3 separate regions of the Sus scrofa genome follow, and regions 1 and 3 are each linked to region 2. A link is a contact called in public HiChIP or PLAC-seq data. All regions are on one chromosome and are shown on one strand. Each heading gives the region's core, a stretch centred on a gene start, on an enhancer-like site or on the middle of the called end of the contact. The rest is flanking DNA. Distances are from core to core; before and after follow the strand shown. Region 1 overlaps CORO1C (coronin-1C). Region 2 overlaps SSH1 (protein phosphatase Slingshot homolog 1). Region 3 overlaps CORO1C (coronin-1C).

What was found. HiChIP or PLAC-seq counts read pairs in DNA pulled down with a chosen protein or histone mark.
Region 1: an H3K27ac HiChIP or PLAC-seq map of skeletal muscle shows a contact between it and region 2. The contact joins two enhancer-like sites. A contact is called at or near these places in 24 of 47 Hi-C or Micro-C datasets (alveolar macrophages, blood, brain and 14 more) and 2 of 2 datasets of contacts at active chromatin or transcription factors (alveolar macrophages and skeletal muscle).
Region 3: a contact with region 2 is called in an H3K27ac HiChIP or PLAC-seq map of skeletal muscle. The contact joins two enhancer-like sites. A contact is called at or near these places in 3 of 47 Hi-C or Micro-C datasets (embryonic fibroblasts, mesenchymal stem cells and omental adipose tissue) and 2 of 2 datasets of contacts at active chromatin or transcription factors (alveolar macrophages and skeletal muscle).

The regions. Positions count from the first base shown.
Region 1 is chr14:42,124,929-42,129,612 of Sscrofa11.1, reverse strand. The region is part of intron 3 of CORO1C (coronin-1C); the gene reads right to left. Among named protein-coding and RNA genes, the nearest start is that of SELPLG, 31 kb to the left of the region's middle. Within about 2 kb of position 2,807, at least 37 of the 83 cell types and tissues checked have an H3K27ac peak or open chromatin away from gene starts, as enhancers often do. A contact at or near this core is called in fetal skeletal muscle and skeletal muscle, where this site is marked.
Region 2 is chr14:42,015,217-42,019,949 of Sscrofa11.1, reverse strand. It overlaps SSH1 (protein phosphatase Slingshot homolog 1), which reads right to left. Exons shown (of 16, transcript XM_001929329.5): 12 at 4,444-4,590; 13 at 2,462-2,662; 14 at 1-51. Among named protein-coding and RNA genes, the nearest start is that of CORO1C, 45 kb to the left of the region's middle. Within about 2 kb of position 3,054, at least 10 of the 83 cell types and tissues checked have an H3K27ac peak or open chromatin away from gene starts, as enhancers often do. A contact at or near this core is called in fetal skeletal muscle and skeletal muscle, where this site is marked.
Region 3 is chr14:42,106,037-42,110,865 of Sscrofa11.1, reverse strand. All of the region lies in intron 2 of CORO1C (coronin-1C), which reads right to left. Among named protein-coding and RNA genes, the nearest start is that of CORO1C, 46 kb to the right of the region's middle. Within about 2 kb of position 3,280, at least 75 of the 83 cell types and tissues checked have an H3K27ac peak or open chromatin away from gene starts, as enhancers often do. A contact at or near this core is called in skeletal muscle, where this site is marked.

The DNA.
Region 1 (4,684 bases), core at 1,558-4,057, 110 kb before region 2:
GCTCATTCAACAAATTTTCAACAAGGCAGGGAGTTCCCTGGTGGTCTAGTGGTTAGGACTCGCACTCACTGCTGTGGCACCACATTCAATCCCTGATCTAGGAACTAAGATCCCACATCAAGGTGCTGAACGCTGTGATCAAAAAAATAAAAGTTAAAAAAAAAAAAAAAGCCGAAAAAATTAAAAAAAAAAAAAAAACATTTAAAAAAAGGAGTTCTCGGAGTTCCCGTCGTGGTGCAGTGGTTAACGAATCCGACTAGGAACCATGAGGTTGCGGGTTCGGTCCCTGCCCTTGCTCAGTGGGTTAACAATCCGGCGTTGCCGTGAGCTGTGGTGTAGGTCACAGACGCGGCTCGGATCCCGCGTTGCTGTGGCTCTGGCGTAGGCCGGTGGCTACAGCTCCGATTCGGCCCCTAGCCTGGGAACCTCCATATGCCGCGGGAGCGGCCCAAGAAATAGCAACAACAACAACAACAAAAAAGACAAAAAACAAAAATAAATAAATAAATAAATAAAAATAAAAATAAAAAAAGGAGTTCTCATGGTGGCTCAGCAGTAACGAACCCAACCAGTATCTATGAGGATGTGGGTTCAATCCCTGGCCTCGCTCAGCAGGTTAAGGATCTGACATAGCTGTGAGCTGTAGTAGTGCAGGTCGCAGATGTGGTGTAGGCTGGCAGCTGCAGCTCTGATTCAACCCGTAGCCTGGGAACCTCCATATGTCATGGGTGAGGCCCTAAAATATGATGATGATGATGATGATGACAAGGCAGATGTGAGCAAGCACGAGAGGCAAAAGGAATCTAGGAATCTACCTGGCCTCCCCTAACCCCTCCCCCAGACCACTGCCTCTCTCCACCGAAAGGGGCAGACTCTGACCCAGGCCCCTCTCCCCTGGGGGAATGGGCATCTGCTACCATCCATCATTACCTCTTTGCTTTCACCCTGATACGCACCATTTTTATTCAAGGATTTATGATCAGTAAAACTGCTCCACACTGAACTTGGTTATCTGAATATAAAACAGGACTAAAATTTTGAACAGAAGGAACAGAAAACAACTAATGATTTGATCAAAGCACAAAGTCGGGAGAGGAACAATTATGAAACAGGACTTTGGTGACTCAACAGGAAATGCATTTTGCAAGACGAATTCTGACCCACGCTTACAACAGAAAGAGTAGTGATATACCACCTGACGCCTCCAGATGGCAGTGTGACCACTGGCTGCTGGATTTTTCCCACAGGGATCGTAAAACCTTCAGTGCCTGACCCACCATGATTAAATAGTGCCTTTTCTAAATCCCTAATGAGGCGTGGAGTGATGGGAGGCTTTGGATATAACCAGCATTTCCTGCTTAAATATGAGGGTGGAAGTAGAGCTCATAACAGGACTTCATCTTCTCCTTTCTCTAGTTTCATCTTTTCCTTGGATTGCCAGGAGATTTTGATGGAGCAAAACGCTTATTATGCAATTTTGAAAACGAGAAACCTCTCTGTCCCTCCTCTGTCTCACTTTTGGCAGATTCAATGGTCTCCTCAACAAGGCTTATGCATTTTCATCCAGGCACCTAACCCATCTCACGATCTCAGTCACTCAGCCATGTAGCTCTTTCCTTGAGTAACCACCACAGCACAGGCCTGTTACCAGGCAAGGAGGGAAGGATAACACAGGCTCCGCTCTCAAGGGGTTTACAATCTAAAAAAGCAGAGGTGTCTATGAGACTGGAAGCCAGACAGCAAAGACAAGCAGCTGGCTGGAGCAAGGGCTCTGAAGCCAGAGACCTTGGTGCAGATCCTGCCTGGGGCCTCTTACTGTGATGGTCCTGGGCAAAGAGCTCAACATCACTGCGCAGGGAAGAATCAGGACCTGTACTTCCTAGGGCTGCTTTGAGGATTAAATGCATTAACACTGCCTGGCACACAGTCACCTCCAATGCAGTGCAGGGGTGAGGAATATCCTGATTCTGCTATCAGCTGCAGGACCTTGGGGACATTCACCTAAACATTTGGGGCTTTGAGTTTCCTCATCTATAAAATGAGTCTATAATAATGAACCTGTCCTCACTGGGCGTGTCTGGAGACCAATGTGGTAACATGAATACAAAGCACTCAGAATAATGCTAAGGCAGGCTGTGGGTTAAGTGTTAGCTGTGGTTATTACATGTCCTTTTCACTAGGAAACCACAGTCTACGTCACCAGTGTGACGCTCGGGTAAGCTCAGTGCTGAGTAAAAATTAGGTTACCTTCTTGCTACCGAAGCTTGGTACATCCAGGAAGGCTCCCGGAGGAGACAACCTCTAAGGATGAATAGGAGTTAGGTGACAGGTGGAAGCAGGAAAGATGAAATGGGAGAAGGAAGGAAGGAAATCAAGTATCCAGTTTAAAAGCAAAAAACACAGACGCAGAGAGCAATTTTCTAAAGAGTAGATGCTCCAAAAAGGCTGGCTGAGGGGCATGACGGGGAAAAGCACCACGTATAAAAGACAACACAGGCACAAGGATTCCCACGGGAAGACACAGTGACAGCAAAGCCTGTGTGATGAAACGCAAAGACACCGGGCACTCTGGCCTGTGCTGGGAATAAAGGCAGCTTGTTCTCCAGTGGGCCTTGGGGAAGAGCCGCACATCTGTAAGTCCTTCCACACGAGGCCAACGCCCCCCTGGTCAGTGCCTGCTGGCCCTGTTCACAGGCCTGTTGTCACATGCTCTCTGCTGCTGCCAGGAATGGCCTTCCACAGACTGAAGAGGTCATGTGGAGTCCCATTCAGTCCCTGTCCGGTTTCTTGTGTGTAACCTGGGACACAGCCCAGGGTGGTGGTGGAAAGGACCTGACCTGGCTGTCAGAAGACATGGGCTCCTGTCAGGGCTGGACACCAACTGGCTACGTCAGCATTAAGAAAGGACCTTACTCCTGAAAGCCTTGACTTCCCTGCATGGTACTGGGGACAGCATCAGCTCTGCTTCCTCAGGGGTAACTGGAAAGGTCAAACGAGTTGAATCACGCTGCACCCCCAAGCACTACCCGAATGGGAAATACCGCAAACAGGGTGACCTTTGACAAAATCGTCACTCCTTGGGCCTGTGCTTCCTGAGCGGTAAAGCGGGACATACTCCTGCCTTATTGTGCTGTTAACAAGGATTAAATATAGTCACCACATAAAGGTTTCAAACAGCGCGTGGCAAATAAAAAGATCTACTACATGTTCACCATTACTTTTCTTGCTATAACTGTGACCACTATGACCTCAACATGTATTTTACATCTGAATGTCAGGATTCTGTGGAATGAAATTAATTTGCCTTTAAATTAATGCAGCCCTGTACCCAACTACCTAATTTATGTCCAAGATATCCTATGTGTGAAAGCTCTAGCTAGTGCCTGGGCCAATTAGCACAAATGAGATCAGCTCTGATCTCTAGGCTGGTCCCTTAGCTTTTCTCAGCTCCACGGCCAGTTAGTACGTTAATACCAATCAGCTTTTGCAAAAACATATGTGGTGAGTAGAAAGGCAAACGGACATCCAGCATCCTCTGCTGTGCATCGCAGCACGGCAAGCACTCCAAGCTATCCTCTTTCCTCTTGGGTTTTTTCTTTGCTTTTCTTAAAAAGTACTGTGTATGTCTGGAATGTTTTACATGGACAACACATTACTATAGTAACATTAGGTCTTGTTTTGCTTTGAAAGAAAGGGAAAAAAACACCATCAGTCCCTAGGGCTTCCAGATGAAAAAGTGAATCAATCGGTGAAAACCCAAACAAGGTTCTGGAAAAATACAACTTTTAAGCACACGTTCAGGAACCACTGCCTCACTGGCATCCTTGTCCCAAATGAATTTCTGAATATGGAAAAAGGATAGGGCAAGAGAAGCATTCTAACAAGGACACAATGAGGAAGATTTTAAAAAGTGGCTTTCTCTCAAGTAGTGATTTTAAAGTATAAACTTGTTTGATGGTTTTATTTCTCCAACACAGCACAAATTGAAAGCAAACAAAACACAGAGTGTTTCCAAACACTGCTTCTCTATTTTAATCACCCACCAAGAACTTGCTACTGGGCTAGGCACTAGAGTTACAGCCATAAAAAAGACTATTCCTCCCAAAGGCCATATTTTTTAAAGGCTAAGGAAACCAATTCCAGAGGAAAAATGAGGGAAAAAGCTGATCTGAAGAGACAGGAAGAGGCTGGTACTCTGTAGCAGCTGCAGAGCAGCACGACCCCTACAGAAGCCACTGATGCAACAACCCCAAGGGGTAGGATGCAGAGTCAGGACATTCCTAAGTGAACCGTGACATTGAGAACAACATTGGTTTTGAGAAAATCAAGAGCTGAGATTTCAGTTCCGATGTGCCAAAGTTATAATGCCCGCCTGGCAAATGGCCCAGACGCAATCTGTACAGGATGGAAATAACACGAAGCCGGGCTGAATGGCTGGGAGGGGCAGGAGTCCTGGGGAGCATGCTCATCACCAACTACATCACTTCCATCTTGATTTCAAGGCAAAAACTGCATCAGCACAATTGACAACAGAAGCAAAAATGGGTAAAACAGGGAGTTAATTTTTGTTAATTTCCAAAGGAGTGTAAGACTGAGCTGGGAAAAGTGTCCATTTAAACTTCATCTGGGACCAATGAGAGCGTGTGGGTGAAGACAAATAAGAATGTTCTGCCTGCAAGATCCT
Region 2 (4,733 bases), core at 1,805-4,304:
TGGAGGCAGCTGTCCGTCTGCTGCCGCCACAGCTTGTTGTGCCGTTGTTTGCTGGGGGTGAGGAAGGGCAGAGGAAGGTCAGCAGAGGTCAGTGCCCAGAGGGTCCTGGAAGAGGGGTGGGGGAGCCAGCGAGGGGCAGCCCAGGGCCCACATGGGTAGAGCCTCTGTTCGTCTGTCTCTCAGGGATTCGAGGATGATGGGAATAGCCCCAGGGCCCTAAACTGTAGTGGCTCGCAGGAGAAACTGTAAATGATTTGGTTGTGTGATGGTAACTTGTAGACACACTAAGGGACTGGACCTGAGATCCTAATCCGGTCCTAGTGTCCCAGCTCATCTGGTGAACCTGGTCACGCCACTTAGGTTCCACCTCTCTTCCCCCGTTTCCCCATTTGTTAAATAAGAATGTGCATCCTCTCATGGGAAGGTGAGGTGGATCAAAGCAGAGAGTCGGTGAAGATTTATGCACATTAACGTGACAATGGAAACATGTAATGCACCTGAATAAAGCTGGGAAGATGTCAGAAAATTGGAAATATTTGTGTGGGTCAGAGATTACAGATCAGTTTGTTGCTGTTGTTTTGTTTGGCTGTGCCAGGGAGTCATAGCAGAGACAATGCCAGATTCTTAACTGCTAGGCCACCAGGGGACTCCTATAGGTCAGTTTTTAAAATGTGTCTGCTAATACTGTGGTATTATTTTTATAATATTTTTTTTTTATTTTTAAATTGCTATTTTTTTCTTTTTTGGCCACTCCGCAGCATATGGAGTTCCCAGGCCAGGGATCAGATTGGAGCCACAGCTGTAACAATGCCACTGTGATGGGCTGGGGATCAAATCTATGATCCAGTGCTGCAGAGACACCGACGATCCTACTGCACCACAGCAGGAACTCTACAACATATTTTTTCAATGTAAGGGTTAAAGAACAAAGACAAAAGGCTTATAATAAAATAAGGTCAATGAGTCGCCTTATGAACCTTGGAGGATCACCAGCATCTTAGGGCTGGGGAGTTAAGAGGAGAGAAGAAGAAACATAAACAGACCCGTCAACTAAGGATGCGCTCTCGTTGTACGAGAGGGAGTATCACAGTCATTCATGGCTGCCTGCTTTGTGTGCATGTTCCAGGCAAGGCCAAGAGGGCCCTTGGATGATGGGCTATAATTTAAGGTCAACGCTCTGCAGCTGTGAACCTGGCCTTGAAAGGCTTGGTTAGGCTACAAATCCCTAAAGGGCTCAAGGAGGTAAGAGCAGGATGTGCCCTCCGCCCATCTGTCCAGCTGCTCTGTGGCTGACAGTAAGGAGTCCAGGGCTGTCCTCCAGACCCAACAGGACACTCCTGCTTCCCCACATGTGGCCACAAAGCCAGTGGACTCAGCCTGTGGCTTCCTCACAATACTGGGCTGAAATAGCCAGGGAGGTCTCAAACAGACTGAAGAGAAAAAGAACAGGGAGACAGTGAGTCCTGGAATCCAGCAGGGATCTGCCTGGGGTCAATGGGGCCCCCTCTGTGGCGCAGGATCACTGGGGGGCTCTCTGCACCAGAGCCCTGAAGGCCAACAAGACCTGGCCCCACTGCCAGGTATATATATGATATGGGACATGTTAACTTCTAGGGTCAGTTCTTTATACCTTCCGCCATAAAAGGGAGGATCATCTGTCCTTTGTAGACCTTTTTTGTGGTGTGTGGGGGGGCAGGGGCGGTGGTTAGAGATTTAAAAGCAGATTTAAAAGGAGTTCCTGTTGTGGCTCAGCAGGTTAAGAACCTGACATAGTATCCATGAGAATGCAGGTTCAATCCCTGGCCCTGCTCAGTGGGTTAAGGAACCAGCATTGCCGTGAGCTGTGGTACAGGCTGGCAGCTGTAGGTCCGATTCGAACTTCCATATGCCATGGGTGTGGCCCTAAAAATAAAATAAAATAAAAGCAGCTGTGTCATCATCGACTGCAAGCTGGGTCTAGCGAAGAATCTTCATGGAAAGCTCCCAACAGCCCTACTGGGAGGATAGGTTCCTAACTCAAAAAATGGGGAATAAGGCTGGAACAGCTCGACGGCATGGGCGCAGGTCTGCCCCTGCAATCCTTGGAGCTGCCCTGCAGCAAGGTCTGGCTCAGAGCTTGGCACAGAGTGGATGCTCAGGAAACTGGGCAGCCTCGCACCCAAGCCTCACACAGTCATGCTGTGGATCAGAAGCTGCGCACCAGTCCCTCCAGCCGAGAAACAGCTTTGAGTGTGTGACGACACAGTCAAAACAATCCCTCCTGGAAACCACTAATCAGACCCCAAACAATGGCTGTTTTTCTCAAACTGGCTGCCCCTGAGAGAGGCAGAATTTTGGCTGTGCCACCACCAGGCCGAGCGGGAGCACCTGGGTGTATGGACAGCGGGCGGCCTTGGCTGGCTTGCCGGCAGGCCTTCTGGAGCTCGGTTCTGCCAGATCTTCTCTGCAGATGGGCACCCACCTGGCGTCCAAGATGCCTTCATACTCAGACAGCTGCTTCATAAAGCCCGCATTGGGACGCGTGATGCTGCGTTTCTGCTTCACGTAGTTGTATGCTTTCTCCAGGGGCCAGCCAAATTCCTTCATGGCATACGCTATGACCGTGGATGCCGAGCGACTGACACCCATTTTGCAATGGACCAGGCACTTGGAATGGTTCCTCCTGCAGTGGTGGGGGGTGGGGGTTGGGGTAGCAGGAGAATGATGCAATGGATTTTTTTTTTTTAACCCTAAAGTTCTCTCATTGCCCAAACCCTCCCAGGTCCTGATGTTTATACAGCAGACGTCCACATACCCTCCAAAGGAAATGACTTTGCTGCAAAATTAATTAGCATACAATGGGAAAGCGAGATAAATCTGGCCAAATTTTGTGGGGGGAGAGCTCCCCAATTGGGGCAACTTCAGGGACAAGGGGGAGTCTCCCCATGTGGCTGGGATAGGCCAGGAAGGAGATCAGAGCCCCTTGGGCAAGAAGCAATCGGGCAGCGCAGGGGTAACCGCAAAAGCTACTCGGCTGCCAGAGCAGATGGAGATGGGGGACGGGTTAGTGTAGAAAAATGAGGTCAGTGAACTAAAAGCCGCAAGGCCCTTGGGAGAGAGAGATCCTTGGCAGACAGGAGGGTCAAGGAGCCAGCATGAGGCCGGCAGCACTTGACCAGCCACCAGAGAGAAGCCACAGAAAACAGATGGGCCGATAGGCTTTTTGTAAGGAGGCGGTCCCGGCCTGGGTGGGGCTGATTTAGCAGACATGGTAAGACCAGGAATACTTTCTCTGGATGTCGCCAGCTCAAAAGTGTGAGGGGGCACCAGGCTGGTTAGAGCTACACATGTGAAACTTTATTTGTACAGGAGGTAGGATGGCCGGCCTGCTTGCCTGTTTACATTAGAGGCAGCCTATCTGTTAGGTGGGAGCAGGCTCCTTTCCTATACCCCAGGCTTAAAATTTACCCTTAAATCCCAGTGGGTTTGGGGTTTTTTTTTTTTTGGACTGCTGAAGTCTATCCTCAGGACCAAGGGAACGAAGATTTAGTCCTACACTATAGAACATTTTTTTTCTTTTCTTTTTCTTTGTTTTTGCTTTTTAGGGCCACACCTGGGCATATGGAAGTTTCCAGGCTAGGGGTAGAACCACAGCTGTAGCTGCCAGCCCACGCCACAGCCACAGCCACTCTGTGTCTGCAACCTATACCATAGCTCACGGCAACCCGGGATCCTTAACCCACTGAGAGAGGCCAGTGATCAAACCAGCACCCTTGTGGGGGTTCTTAACACACTGAGCCACAAGAGGAACTCCTTAAGCTCTGATCTGGAGGGGTGCAAAGCAAAAGAGGGGATGTCACTTCACAGCATCTCAAAGAGGTGTCTCTTTCTAGTCCTGACCTAAGTAAGGCAGAGTTGTTCTACAGGAAGATAAGGTGAGGACAAAAGACGGGTCACAGTAGTAACAGGCCTGGGCCTGGGCAGCCGGGGACCACCTCTGTTCCATTCTATGGGAACAGGAGTGGCAGTGACTCAGATGGAGGTGGGCCATATCTCAGGGCATCTGTCCGAGTGGATCCCTATAGGGAGGTAGCCCCAAAGGTGCTCTGAGTCAGGTATGACACACCCGCCCTACTCTGTCCTGTGGCTCAGAGACTCCCCATGGCCAAGCTCCCAGGGTGTCCATTTTGTAAGGGGCCCCTGCCTGGAGCCACTGCTGGTGAAGAAATGGGGGTCAAATGTCACGATAGGTGGGAGAGAAGAGCTGGAGAAAATCAACAACTTAGTCCCTTCGGTGCCTGGGGTCTTATGGTCTAAAACCACAGGCCCATCACACATCCCAGGCCCCTCAAGCAAGGAGGTGGCTGTGGGCTGTGTCTGAGGTCACCATTGATGTCTGCCCACTTGGCAGCTGCCAGTCAGCTTCTTCCCCAGCCTGGTTCTCTGGTTTCTCTGCCCACTTACTTTGCTTTGTTTATAAAATGGTACGCCTCGTTCCAGTGGGCGAGGAGGTCTGTAGTCTCTTCGTCATAGACTCGGATGTTATGATATGCAAATAAGCCAGGGAAAAAGTTATCGATTTCTCTAGTGACATTTAAAATGTAGTCAACACTGCAATGAGAAAAAAAAAAAAAAAGAACGAATTTGGAGAATCAGAACAAAGATTGACAAAATACAAAGTCACAAAAAAACCGAGCAAAGACTAATGTCTTTATACACATTTAAAAAGGGTCTGTGTTTGTATGGGGGGACTT
Region 3 (4,829 bases), core at 2,031-4,530, 91 kb before region 2:
GGTCAAGGCATTGGCTTATGGATTATTATTATTATATGAAAGATCCCATTGCCTGCTGGTGGAGGCCCAGCAACATCAGCCTCAGCGAAAATTCAGTCTCCAAAGTGTATGTAGCGCTGGCACGAGGGGGACGCGTGACAGCACAATTTCCATGTGGCAGCCCAAACTGAGGCTGATGGCTTTGACACGTTCCAGCCAGCAGCCCTCATGGTGGTGGGAAACCACCTAGACACCAGCACTATCATCTCGTTTGGGTTTGGGTAAGTCCTCAAAAATTTCATAGTAGCCGAAAGACTCAGCAAGAGCTCCCAGAGACTACGGATGCTTCAACTAAACCTACAGGTAGGCAATACTTCCCTCCTACAGACTTTTTCTGGGAGGGGAAGTAAAAAAAAAAATTAAAATTTAAGCAACAGTAAATACATATTTTTATATAACTGCTCTAAGAAGGAATGTTTGCAATTTTAACATTCCTCCTTATGCATACAAAATTCCATGTAACTCTTATGAAATTATATTTCCAGTTGTAAAAGTATTTCCCATTAGTTTCAATAGGAAATCACAATTGCTTCCACATACATCTAACAGTATATCTTACTTATTTGCCCCTTTTCAAAAAGAAATCCATGTTTAAGAAGTGCACTCATCCTACACGCCATGCAATCAAAAAAAAAAATCTCTTATATATAAACAGATATGTACATCAATCTCACAGATGTCTCCATAAAGGAGTTCCACTCTGGGATGTGTTTTCTAGGGAGCTAATGGTGTATTAGGTGTAGCAGCAGACATTTTCACCCTCCCAGAGTTTCAAAATACAACACGGGGATGCTTCCAATATGATCTTTGCATCAATCATTCAGAATGATTGCTTCTTAATGGAAGACTGACCCTTGCATGGTAATTGTTTTCGATACACCCATTAACTTGTTCAACATTAGCTGAAGATGCTAGCAAACTGATGCCAAGGAGTATTGATCCAACCATTATTGATTCCTTCCAAAAGCAACATTTGGTCAAAGCCACACAACACTTTAGCTGGCAGGCTTATTCCGTCTCATGACTGACATATGTTTCCACAAAGTTAAAAACTCCCATGGTGTCAAAAAGTAATGCTCACTAATTTCATCAGTCAAATCCAGTATTCCCTCTAAGATGCTCAGGTGTTCCACATATAGGGTTTTCCTAGTCTACTTTCTGGAGCTCAGTCGTAGCAGCACAAACTGTCCCTGGGCACTGGGCTCTGACTGCTTCCTAGGCTGTCTCCCTTAGCCAGTCCAGCACAGGCAGCTCCCAGGACCTTTCTCCCAAACTCTAACCTGCAGTCTTTTTTTTCAGCCACTTTATAATCCATTATTATAATCTGTGCTTATTATCCAGACTGGATACACCACCCTCAGATGGAAGGCCCAAACAGCCCCTTCCCCATCTTGACTCAAGGAACAAAGACTTTTTCCCCCAGACTGCTCATCTCTACTTAATATTTCTATAAGTTTTCATTGGGGGAGGGGGAGGCTGATCAAAATCACTTGGTGTGTCCAAAGTTCAACAGCTTTATCACACTGTCCATACATTAAAAGATCTTTTCACAGTCACAGATAGTAACTCATTACTGGCCTTGGAGTAACACAGTGAGAGCTCTTGAACTCTCAGCAAGGAAAATGGCAAGTCAAACATGTGCTCGGAAGCAAAGGAAAAATTTGCAGCCTGGGCATAAGGGCTCCATTCACACTGCACAGAGTTCAAAGGAATAAAAAAAGGATATCTATTGAAGTGGGTTTTCCTTTTTTCCAACTTCCTTTTTCTTGGAACAGTGTATTTATGTGGATACATGTTTCACTGAAGTCTCCTTAGGCCCTGCTCCTCCATGGGGAGGAGCTATAGTGACTGTGATTGTGGGACCAGGAAGACTGATGCTCACAGTCCAGGACCTGCTGACAGGCCGGTCACTGAAAGTAACAGCTCTAGATGAAGGAATAAAACATCCCGAGGAGGTTTTACTTTAAGGCAACAAGAAACGCCAACCTTGAGGGTAAGAGGAGGTACTGTGGAATAGAACACACAGATTGGGTTACCCGGTCCTGTAAAGTAAGCCAGCAACTAAAGCTGCCGGGGAGAGGCAGCATGGCTCTGCAGAGACCTCACCTGCCTAGGAGCAAAAGGAACATTCTTTATGGCCACAAGTGACAATGCCAAGCAAACCATTTTGGCATCACAGGTCCTCTTTAAAAACTGGGTTTAACAATGAATAGACCATTTTAAAAGTCCATTAAGAACTTGAGGGAAGTTACTGTAAAACTATAGATATTTTATTATCACAAAGCATAAGAGTAGAAGAGTTGGCATTTCCTTAATCATGCCTAAATATGCAACAGGAAATGGAGAAGCTCTATTTCCTAATTTCCTGACCTAACAAAAAAAATTCATAAAGCAGAAAACCTCATCACTGCAGACGACTAATTCCATAAGATCTTTTGGGTCTGAGAACAAATAAAACTAGGAACCCAAGACGAGATACAACTTAGTCAAAATACAATTCAGCTTGAAAGGAAAAGCTAGGAGTTCCTGTTACGGCTCAGCAGGTTAAGAACTCGACTAGTATCCATGAGGATGCAGGTTCAATCCTTGGCCTCAGCGTTGCTGTGAAATGTGGTGTAGGTCACAGACACAGCTCAGATCCCGAGTTGCTGTGGCTGTAGTGTAGGCTGGCAGCTGCAGCTCCAGTCGGAGCCTTAGCCTGGGAAATTCCACATGCCTCGGGTACAGCCCTAGAAAGGAAAAAAAAAAACAGAAAAAGAAAAGCTAGACGGCGAAAAGAACTATGGATCTAAGTGAAAATGTAGGAAATTAAAACAAAGCCTTCGCTATCCAATGCAAAAGGAGAGAAACTGGTTGCCTAACCATTTGGACTGAGCGTCATCTCCAACGACAATGGAGATTCCTCCCATGGGACCCCTGTGAATGATGAAAAGCTCCAGAGCTACCTTCCCAATATCTAGCTCTGCACTGCTTTACCCACAAGCCTCAGAAGAAAACTACCTCCCTTGAACTGGGGCATGAGAGACAGAAAAATTTTTTTTTCTTTGGGCAAAAGCCTTGGGCTACATGGCCTAGGCAGCTCACATCTTGCAGAGGTTGTAAACAAGCAGGAAGACCAGAGCACAGACCCAATTCAGTAGCCTGTATCATTTACTCACAACTTAAAGCTCAGCCAGAAAGGAAACCCAAGTCCCTGTTCCTCTGAGAAAGCCAACACGTGCTCCAGCCCCCGCCCTCCTGACTTGGCCTTCCCTCCCAGGCTCAGCTCAGTTCCCACCCCCAGCTAGCACGTATTCAATGTGGAAGAGCAGAACATTTTCTACATATGGTTATAAAGAGGCTTCTGGACAAACTAGGTCGGCAGAAATTTGTCCACTGAACCAAGTCTATTTTAGTGATCGGTATTCGGAAACCTGCTCTTTGCTTCCCCCGCTTGGGTTATCATCACGTTTACACTCTGAGGCTTCAACTGGCAGCACTTGCCGGTGTACTTGGATAACCAGGAAAGAGTTAAACGTTCTTTGCACTTGACTCAGTGGCTTCCCTTCACCACACACTCCCGGATCCCACCATTCTCTGAGCCGCCTTGCAGCCAATCAAAGCAAAGGAAGGAAATTATCCTGGCCGGCTGACAGCCCCAGTGCTCTGATGGCCATATATGGTAAAAACCACTGTCAGAGCCCTGTCAGGCCTGCGGGCCGGCTGCTGTGGACATATCAGTGAACTGCAGCAGCCGCAGAAGCGGCCAAGGAAACGCACAAAGGACAGGCGGCTGCTCATCTCCCAGGGCAGGGGGGAGGGGAGGGGGAGCCAGGGCACACTCTGAGTCACAGCCACTCGCAGGAATCAAAAATAGCTCCAGGGCACATTGTGAGGTTCCTCCTGCCAGGACTTTGTGCTCCATTGTTAACTGGGGTGAGGAGGGTGTCCCCTCCCCACCCCAGCCCCCAGCAAGACTGTGGAAAACAGCCACTGGGAGAAGATGAAAAGGCCCTTCTGTGGTGCTTCATGTGGTAATGAGGCCGTGCAGTGCTCGCAGGGCTGGCAGCTCGGGACATAATTTGGAAGTCATTGTTCTGCACCTGGTGCCCTCCCCCTGCACCCTCCACCGCCCACCCCCAGCCTTTCCCGGCCCAGACCACCGACAGTGAAGGTGCTCAGCGCAACACACAGCATCTATTCCAGGAGGCGGTGAGTGAGCATCCCAGGACACACCAGGACACCGGCAGGAATACACTCCCCTGCCCCTTCCACTACCCTGTGCCCAAGGTCCCCATCTATACAAAAGGCTACAGGCCCTGTCACCCTCGTCCAAAATGGAGCACCGCTATTTGTGGGAATGGAAATTGCCTGTCAGCAGCCGTACAGTAAGGGGGAGGTGCAGCCAATGCAAATCCAGCAGGTGCTGGCAGTGACCGGGGTGCAGAGAAAAGCACCATCAGGGGACTGCCATTCCTTTTGAACCAGTCTGTGAAAGAAGGCCCTTCTTAGAACAGCGCCTGGTGCTTAGAGGAAGCCCACAATGATGTGAAATGCTGCAACTCCATCGCTGCTGCTGTCTCCTCGTGAGGCAGGCTACAGACCAAGGACTTTCTAAACCTTAAGACGATTCTCCAAGCTGCCAGAACCAGAGCCCTGACAAGCTAGTGTTTTTGTTATTAAACAAAACACTGGGATTGCTGCTATACACAATCCCTCAATTATTCAAAATGAAATAGCCTTCTAATCCCAGAGGAAGAATGCAAAGGATTAAGTGTCAATTAGACCATGATTTCTATTTTTTAGAAAAT